Linked DNA regions of Callithrix jacchus: region 1 is linked to region 2. The links are chromatin contacts, called in public Hi-C maps. All regions are on one chromosome and are shown on one strand. Each heading gives the region's core, a stretch centred on a gene start, on an enhancer-like site or on the middle of the called end of the contact. The rest is flanking DNA. Distances are from core to core; before and after follow the strand shown. Region 1 overlaps CTSH (cathepsin H). Region 2 overlaps RASGRF1 (Ras protein specific guanine nucleotide releasing factor 1).

What was found. Hi-C and Micro-C count contacts between places; a contact is called where the count stands out from the background.
Region 1: a contact with region 2 is called in a Hi-C map of induced pluripotent stem cells, with 1.9 times the contacts expected there. The contact joins two enhancer-like sites. A contact is called at or near these places in 2 of 3 Hi-C or Micro-C datasets (induced pluripotent stem cells and skeletal muscle).

What each region holds. Positions count from the first base shown.
Region 1 is chr6:29,148,950-29,153,484 of calJac240_pri, forward strand. It overlaps CTSH (cathepsin H), which reads left to right. Exons shown (of 12, transcript XM_002753365.4): 3 at 563-671; 4 at 1,951-2,021; 5 at 2,633-2,737. Among named protein-coding and RNA genes, the nearest start is that of CTSH, 9.0 kb to the left of the region's middle. Within about 2 kb of position 3,167, at least 3 of the 16 cell types and tissues checked have an H3K27ac peak or open chromatin away from gene starts, as enhancers often do.
Region 2 is chr6:29,072,412-29,076,844 of calJac240_pri, forward strand. It overlaps RASGRF1 (Ras protein specific guanine nucleotide releasing factor 1), which reads left to right. Exons shown (of 27, transcript XM_035304032.3): 14 at 122-379; 15 at 3,215-3,588. Among named protein-coding and RNA genes, the nearest start is that of CTSH, 68 kb to the right of the region's middle. Within about 2 kb of position 2,355, at least 4 of the 16 cell types and tissues checked have an H3K27ac peak or open chromatin away from gene starts, as enhancers often do.

The DNA of each region.
Region 1 (4,535 bases), core at 1,917-4,416, 77 kb after region 2:
TCCCAGCATAAAGAAATGTTTTAAGTGGTGGATATCCCAATTACCTTGATTTGCTTATTACACATTATATAAATGTATCGAAATATTGCATGTAGCAAAAAAGTATATCTGTTATATGTGAATAAAAATATTATACACATTAAAAAAGAAAACCGAAGCTCATTGTGTCGGGGTCACAAAGTCAGTTGGAGAACACCAATGCATGTGCTTTTGGAAAATGGGGATTTTTGCTCTAAACTTGGCCCAGCACCAGCAGTGGCATCCAGGAGTGCCCTACATGTGCCAGGTCTGTTCACCAGCTCCTCTCAGACCCTGAGCTGACTTTCAGGCAGCTGTATGATCTTCATTCTGGCCACAGGTCCGTGAAGACAGGGTTACTTTGTAACTTCCCAAATTTCTCAGCAGAGACAAAGTGCAGTGCCCCACCCATTAACACAGATTTGGCCTGAGAATCATAGCAGAAAGAAAACTTTCATCCTTCCTCTTATGAAAACATAAAAAGTCTCCCTCTAGGGAGCCACAGCCTGTTTCCCTGACTTGCTGCCGGCCTGTTTTGTTTTAGCATCATAAGACATACAGCCGGGAGGAGGAGTACCACCAGAGGCTGCAGACGTTTGCCAGCAACTGGAGGAAGATAAACGCTCACAACAACGGGAATCACACATTTAAAAGTACGTGCATGCCTTCCGTCCTGGAAGCAAGTCAGTTACTGAACCAGCCCATGAAAGGGCCACTGGGGGCTTGTGCGTGGAGGGAGCGGAAGCCTGGGCTCTGAAGCTGTGTTTGGCTGACCTCTGATTGTGGCTCCGCTGTCCCTCCCTGTGTAATGTGGGATTGTAAATTTGGGACAATGCCGATATTCCTGTGGGTGGTTGTGAAGTTTACAAGAGGTTCTGCAGAAGCCCCTGCCCGATTCCTGCCATCTGGGGGTGCAGCCTAGAAGCCAAGCTCTGTCTTTGCATTGTTGCAGGGGCCTCTTTAGACACATGCTCTGAGCCCATGAGTGAGCAGCCCCTGGGAACATCTGCTTTCACTCTTAATTAATTTCATTAGAAACCCACACACACGTCCAGCGTTATTTGCTGAGGACTCTGAGAAATGTTGGTAATTGACTAAATCGGGAATATAGGCATCAAGCATGAGCTGGAAGGAAACTTGCGCTTGAACCTCATTTCTGCCCTGTCCTAGCATGTGACCTTCAGGGATGCTAACATGGGCAGTAAAGCAGAAATAAGGCCAGGTGCGGTGGCTCACACCTGTAGTCCCAGCACTTTGGGAGGCCGAGGTGGGTGAATCCCATGAGGTCGGGAGTTCAAGACAAGCCTGACCAGCCTGGTGAAACCCCATCTCTACTAAAAATACAAAACTTAGCCAGGTGTGGTTGCGGTCACCTGTAATCCCAGCTTCTCAGGAGGATGAGACAGGAGAATCGCTTGAACCTGAGAGGCAGAGGTTACAGTGAGCTGAGATCGCACCACTGCAACTCCAGCCTTGGAGACAGAGCAAGACTCGGTCTTTAAAAAAAGAAAAGAAAAAAAGGCAAACATGATTACACACCCCGTCCCAGGACTGTGTGGAGACCGAATTAGGCAGCAGGCAGGAAGGCCCCGGCACTGGTGAAATGGTTCTTTACCTAGCCATCTACCAGACTCACCAGGGGGGTATCTAAAAAAGTGAGTGCCCAGGCCCCACCCGAGACCAACTGTATTAGCATCTCTGGAGTGCGGCCCAGACATCTATACCATTGAGAAGCTCCCCAGGTGTTTTAGAAGCACCGTGAGGGCTGACCTCAGTGAACTGAATTATATTAAATACAGAAATTTAAAGGAGATGAGTCGCAGTGGGAGGACACAGGTAAACAGGAGCTTTCATCATTGTTTCTTATTTCTTCATTAGTGAGTCACTCACTGTCTCTGTTTTTGTTTTTATTTTCTCCTTCTCTTTTTTCAGTGGCAGTGAACCAATTTTCAGACATGAGCTTTGCTGAAATAAAACGCAAGTACCTTTGGTCAGAACCTCAGGTAGGTATAATTTCATTGCAACCAAATCTGAATCTTTTTTTTTTTTTTTTTTTTGAGACGGAGTTTTGCTCTTGTTACCCAGGCTGGAGTGCAATGGCGCAATCTCGGCTCACTGCAACCTCCACCTCCTGGGTTCAAGCAATTCTCCTGCCTCAGCCTCCCGAGTAGCTGGGACTACAGGAGCGTGCCACCATGCCCAGCTAATTTTTGTATTTTTAGTAGAGACGGGGTTTCACCATGTTGACCAGGATGGTCTCGATCTCTTGACCTCGTGATCCACCCGCCTCAGCCTCCCAAAGTGCTGGGGTTATAGGCGTGAGCCACCACACCCGGCCGTTATTCATTGTTTACCTGAAATTCACATTTAACTAGGTGAGCTGTATTTTTATTTGCTACGTCCATCTATGCTATGCTAATGCTCTGGACCCTCAAGGGGAGATGCCATTTAGCATTTGGGACCCGTAGACAAGAGAGGGAAGGCTCTGACAGCTGCAGCCTTCCTCATTCTCTCTTGGCGTTTCCATCTTTATAGTTATTCTTGTTGCTGTCAGAAAGGTTTTCAGTTTGGGTTTTGGTTTTTTTCCTGGAAATAATGTGTTTGGTTGTTCCAGAATTGCTCAGCCACCAAAAGTAACTACCTCCGAGGTACTGGTCCCTACCCACCTTCCGTGGACTGGCGGAAAAAGGGACATTTTGTCTCACCCGTGAAAAATCAGGTATGCCTGGCAATCTCCATCCTCTCCCCGAAAACAGCCACACTCCCAGACAATACACCAGGAAGAGCCACTCAAAAGGTCCACAGAACCACTACAAGCACCTCCCTGCCTGTTTTCCCTCTGCTTCCCTCCAGCCCTCTTCCTTTGAAAGGCTGGGGAGGTCGCCACTTCTCTGAGCCGCTCTGGAGGATGCAAAAGCTCCTCTTTATTGGGCTAAAGTGAACTCCCATCCTTCCAGCACCCACCTTGAGTTTCCTTCCCCGTACCCCAGATTTCCCGGGGAAATCCCAGGCCTCTCCCACAGAGCCATCCAAAACATTATGTTCCCTTGCCCATCCGAGAACCCCATGCATCTCCTCTTCCCGCCTCCATCCTCTCCGAGCCACCGGGGTCCAGCCCCTGCACTGAGTGGCCGCCACCCTCTGGTTAGTCCAAGTCTCCTGCATCAATGAGCTTCTCAGAGTAGAGGCTGGCATCCGTGGCCCACGCTGTGTGGCACAGCGCCCCTGCAGGGCACAGTGGCCTTGGCAAGGTGAGACGCTCCACCTTCCTCCATGGGGGAGCTGGAGGGTCTCAGCGCAGGCTTGTCCTGGAGAGTTTGGACCCTGTCCCCGCTGTTCTCCTTGCCTGCTGTGGCCCCTCCCTCCCCTAGCAGTGAATGTGTCTCGGCCTTCTTTAGAAAAACACGGATCTCGGGAGTCCAGGAAATATGAGGGAAAGGTTTCCTTCCTGGAAACTCCTGGCTTTCCATCGAAATTCTCTGTGAGCAATGTTTTTTCACTTTCCAAAAAGCCACACAGCATAGCTTTGAATCCTCCCAGGCTCATAGCATTCCTGGAGCCTGCCAAGTGTTGGATGTTTAACTAGCACCCAAGAGCCAAAGCAAAACTCCCCTTGCAGCAGGAGGCAGGGTAGAAGGCTGCCTTTGCCCCTGTGGCCCTAAGGCTGCTTTTAGACCCTCTGAGAACCGAAGGACAGTTGAGAGCATCACATAGTAGGGTGGGAACCTCAACCTGCTCACACTTGGACAGGTGGGAAGGGGAGGTCCAGCAGGAATTCTCCAGGGCCTCCTATTAACTGCTCCCGGGCCATCAGGCAGGACCAAGCCAGCTGGGTGGGGGTGGAACGAGGTGCTTCCTGTCGCAGATGTGTGCCATCTCTTACTGTGGCCGCTGTGTGGGGACAGGGACGGAACGCAGCCCCCACAGCATCCATCAGCTCAGCAGCCCCCTTGAGAGTTTCTGTCTTGATGGAGGGGTAGCCTGAGAGGAAGGGAGGTTTGCCTGAGATCCAAGGTCAGTAACTGACGATGGAGACTCAAAACCAGGCCCCTACCCCAAGTCCAGCACCCGAGGCTCAGCCCACCCGCCTCTTTCAGCAGTGAGCACGGTCTCACCCCTCCTTTCACCAGCTGGAGAGGGATGTGAAGGAAGAGACTGGGGGAGATCAGCGTGAACCTGGGGTGATGATATGGGAGGCAGGAAGGGGGCCTGGAGACATTTCACAAGTACAAGATGGAGATAGATCCAAACAGGTGAGGAAACAGATGAGCCTGAGAGAAATTCTAACAGCAGCCGCCAGCACTGTGTCCCCGGGGGACTGCCTGACCAGCAGGACCTGACCTAACGCTGCGAATGTCCCACCATCACCAGCCCTGGCCATTCCCACTTTACAAGCACTGAAGTCAAGGCTTCAAGAGGGGAAGTGACTGGCCCAGGTCACCCACCTGGTGTATAGCAGAGCTGGAATGTGACCCAGGCAGGCCGGCTACAGCCCCCAACCCCATCCCTCATCTTAT
Region 2 (4,433 bases), core at 1,105-3,604:
TTCTCTTAGTAAGACGGTCCTGGGCTGTCAGTGTATGGGGGATGGTGATGAGCAGGCCTGGCGGGTGCCGATCAGATGCCTTTGGAGCCGCGTCACCTCTGCGTCCTTCCGCCCCTCTCAGGTCCGACGCCTCCTTATATTGTGATGATGTTGACATTCGCTTCAGCAAAACCATGAACTCCTGCAAAGTGCTGCAGATCCGCTATGCCAGCGTGGAGCGGCTGCTGGAGAGGCTGACGGACCTGCGCTTCCTGAGCATCGACTTCCTCAACACCTTCCTGCACTCCTACCGTGTCTTCACCACTGCCATCGTGGTCCTGGACAAGCTCATCACCATCTACAAGAAGCCTATCAGTGCCATCCCTGCCAGGTGGCTGAGGTGCCCTCCTCTTCCCACGCCCGCAGAGCTTCCAACCCTGGGAGGAAAACTGAGTTTGCACGGGGTGCAGGGGTGGCCTGGGAGGTCCCTGGAGTAGCAGCAGTAACACGTGTTGGGGTGCTGTGGGACACACACTGCCATCGGCCCCTCTCCCCAGGAACCAAGCCTCCCTCTGCAAGAGGCAGGGATAGCTCACCTGCCTGCTGCTACTGCTCAGTATCAGCTTCTTTCATCTCCACCTGCCAGGATCCTGGAGTAGGGAGGGGGCTCTCACATCTTAACCCTGTTCCTAGAAGCATAGGGTCCCACCCTCACCAAAGGACAGGGCTTCCTTTGGTGAAAAAAAGAGGAAGAAAGTCTGGGCACGGTGGCTCACACCTGTAATCCCAGCACCTTGGGAGGCCAATGGGCAGATCACAAGGTCAAGAGATCGAGACCATCCTGGCCAACATGGTGAAACCCCATTTCTACTAAAAATACAAAAATTAAGTTGGCATGGTAGCATGTGCCTGTAGTCCCAGCTACTGGGGAGGCTGAGGCAGGAGAATTGCTTGAACCCAGAGGCAGAGGTTGCAGTAAGCCGAGATCACACCACTGCAAAGCAACCTGGCAACAGCAAGACTCCATCTCAAAAAAAAAAGAGAAAAAAAGGGGAGGGGAGGGGAGAGAGGACAGAAGGAGAGAGGGAGAGGGAGAAATAAAATAAAAGGTAGAGAGGAAAGAAGGAAGAGAGAAGGAAATCTCATCCCTGCTCTGCTTAGGCCACTCAGAAACGATGGCATTCTTGGGTGAGTCAACATAAGGAATGCAGACCACCTTAGCCTGGCTTCAGGGCCATCTTTCCTAATGACATCATGGCAGCTCAGCCCTGCCGTTGAGACAACTGGGACCCAGAAAGGCGCAGAGACTTCCCCGGGCCTCCAAGGAGTCAGTGGCTGAGTGGGGTTTGAACCCAGGGCCCCGGTCTCAGTACTGCTCCTGTCTGAGTCTGGGTGACAAGACAGACTTTCCCTCCTATCCTCGCTCCCTGCACTAACCTGTGTTCCAGTGCCTGCCCCAGCCCTGGTCAGGCCTCAAGGGGCCTGGTGGAATCACCATGAACCCAGGGTCGCTGCCAGGTGGGAATTCTAAGGGCAAATGGATCATAAACTTTGTGCCACATGGAGGGAGGCCTGAGGCCACCGCACAGGGCCTGGCTCAGAACTTCAAAGTTGGTAGGATTTTGCTGACTGGTAAATTACCATTCTAACTCCTGAACACCCATCTTACCCGGCCAAGGTCAGTACCAAGCAAGTCACTAGGGGAGGGAGTGTCAGATCAAGCAAAGCCCTGGCTGCAGCGCCAGGTGAGATGCATCAGGAATACCGTTATCAATCCTCATTTAACAGAGGGGGAGTGAGGGATGATGTGATGAAGGACTTGGCCAAGGCTTCCCCTCAGTAGGCCAAGTTCAGGGGTCTGGCTCAGGCCCCTGATGGGCCTCACTGCTCTGGGAGGGGCCCATCCAGGAATGGCAGGTGATTATCTTATTCTGAGATGCCACCTACCCAGACCCCAGTTGTAAACAGCCCATCCCAGCCCTCAGAGGCTCAAAGGCTCTCAGCACCGCCCCCTTCCCCCCTGCCCCCGTTTTCCTCCCTGCCCGCCCACCAACACCCTAGGCAACACCTGAGACCAGACTGTCAGCTCCAGGGCTGCCAGGAGCAGAGTTCCTGAATCACACTGGCTCCCCAGGGCTCCCCAGGAGCCTCATCACCCCTCCCCCAAACCACACCTCTGCTGCTAGAGCAAAGCAGCAACCAGAATACACCCGTTCCCGCTTCTGTTCCCTCCTCCTGCCCCCACCTCAGGCCTCACTGGGTCAGGGCACATCTCGCCTCTCTGCCCCAAACTTCGGGACCTCAGTGATCAGCTTCCCAGGGCTCTGAGAAAGCAGAAAACATCCCATCCAGGAAGGATCTACTCCCTAAAAGCCACCAAGACCATTCCCAGGGGCCCAGCAGACAGTGCCCTTCCTGTCCCAGCGGCAGTGCCCCGCAGAACAGAGGCAGCTTCAGAGCCAGCTCCCCAACCCTGCGGCCCTGGCCAAGTCCTTTAACCTCTCTGAGCCTCAGTTTCCTGTCTGTGACATGGGAATAAGAATGCCACATCCTGAGGCAACAGTGAGGGTTCAGAGATAAACCTGTCCTGTGTCAGCGTGGAGCAGACAGCCTGGAGGAGCAAGCTGTGTTTTGCAATGTTCTGGATGTATTAGCTGTTTCCAGCCTGGCCAGAGGTGGAGCCCTGTCATGAGGATGGTAGGGGCCACTTTCAGCATCCCCTTCCCCAAAGTTTACATGTAGGGCCGCTCAAGCCCGGTGGCAGGTGGAAAGGACCCTGGGTTTAGAGCAGGAGGCATCAGATGAGTCATTTCCTGTCTCTCAGCCTCAGCTTCCTCATTCTGCAAAACATGCCTGAGGACCTCTCCAAGGATGAGGTCAGAGTGTGTAGGCGGGCGCAGACCCTGTGTGGGATGGAGGGAGGTTTTGCACAGTCTGCAGGTCAGGGGACCCTCAGTACTTCAGGACAGATGCTGCTGCTGCTGCCCTGAAGGGGTGGTGCGGGGAGCATAAAATCCCCACATCCTTTCCCAAACCATCCAGAGCAGAACCCTTGGCCCCAGGCCATTGAATCACATGGTCCCTGCTCAGAGGATCAGCTCAGGTTTGGGTTTCAGGGATCATGAGAATGAGGGAGTTGTTGCTGCCACCCCGCGCCCCACAGGAGACAGCCCCCAGGCCCAAGCAAGCAGGCAGGCCCACGCTGACTGTCATTTTCACCCCACCCTCCCCACAGGTCGCTGGAGCTCCTGTTTGCCAGCGGCCAGAACAACAAGCTTCTGTACGGTGACCCCCCCAAGTCCCCGCGCGCCACCCGCAAGTTCTCCTCGCCACCACCCCTGTCCATCACCAAGACGTCGTCACCCAGCCGCCGGCGGAAGCTCTCCCTGAACATCCCCATCATCACCGGCGGCAAGGCCCTGGACCTGGCCGCCCTCAGCTGCAACGCCAACGGTTACACCAGCATGTACTCGGCCATGTCACCCTTCAGCAAGGCCACGCTGGACACCAGCAAGCTCTACGTGTCCAGCAGCTTCACCAACAAGATTCCAGATGAAGGCGATACAACCCCTGAGAAGCCCGAAGACCCCTCAGTGCTCAGCAAGCAGAGTGAGTGGCCGTGTGGTCGAATCTGCCTCCCAGCCTTGCTGAGGCTCAGCCTGGTCCAGCAGGGCCTCGGGGCTGCTCTTCCTGCTCCCCTGGGGAAGGAAGGGGGTCCCACCAGGCAGATCACGGAGGCAGCATGGAGTCGGGGAGGTGCAGTGAAAGGGGAGGCAGGCAGAAATTCCCAGGGCATCACCCCATTGTAGATGAGCGTCAGTTCCCATCATGAGCATTTCAGGCATCCCCCTGCCCCGACCACAGCACCCTCCCACATCCCTGTGTTTGTCCCTGTCTGCTGAGGATGTGGCCTGGGCCAGGCCCATTCAGGTTTCAGGAAGGAAGAGGTCATCAGTAGCTCCCGCCCCCTGGGATTCAGTCTGGCTGAGGACCCAAAGCAGACACCGAAGTGTGGACACCTGACATGGATGGGGTGTGTTAGGGGGTGCTCGAGAGGCAGAGGTTGGGGCAGGAACCCCATTAGAGGCGTCAGAGAAGGCTTCCTGAAAGAACCGTTTGATCTCGATTTTTATCAAGAGGTAGGGAGAACATTCTAGACCATGGGAGTAGGACGTGAATGACTAAGGAGCAAGAAAAGGCCTTGTATGTTCCGGGACAGCCAGACTCCAGGCAGATCTGGAATGCTGGGTGTGAGACGGGGGCCGGAGATGATGCCAGGACGGGCTGGAGCCTCCCTATTCTCGGGTTCCTCCTGACCGTTCTAAAAGCGTCAGGTCTGGTTCTGCCTTAGATCAGATCAGATCACATGCTGGATGCCACCAGCATTGTTCCGGTGAGCATACGAGAACACGGGCACACAGCACACACCCACATGCAACCCAGGGCTGGTCAGA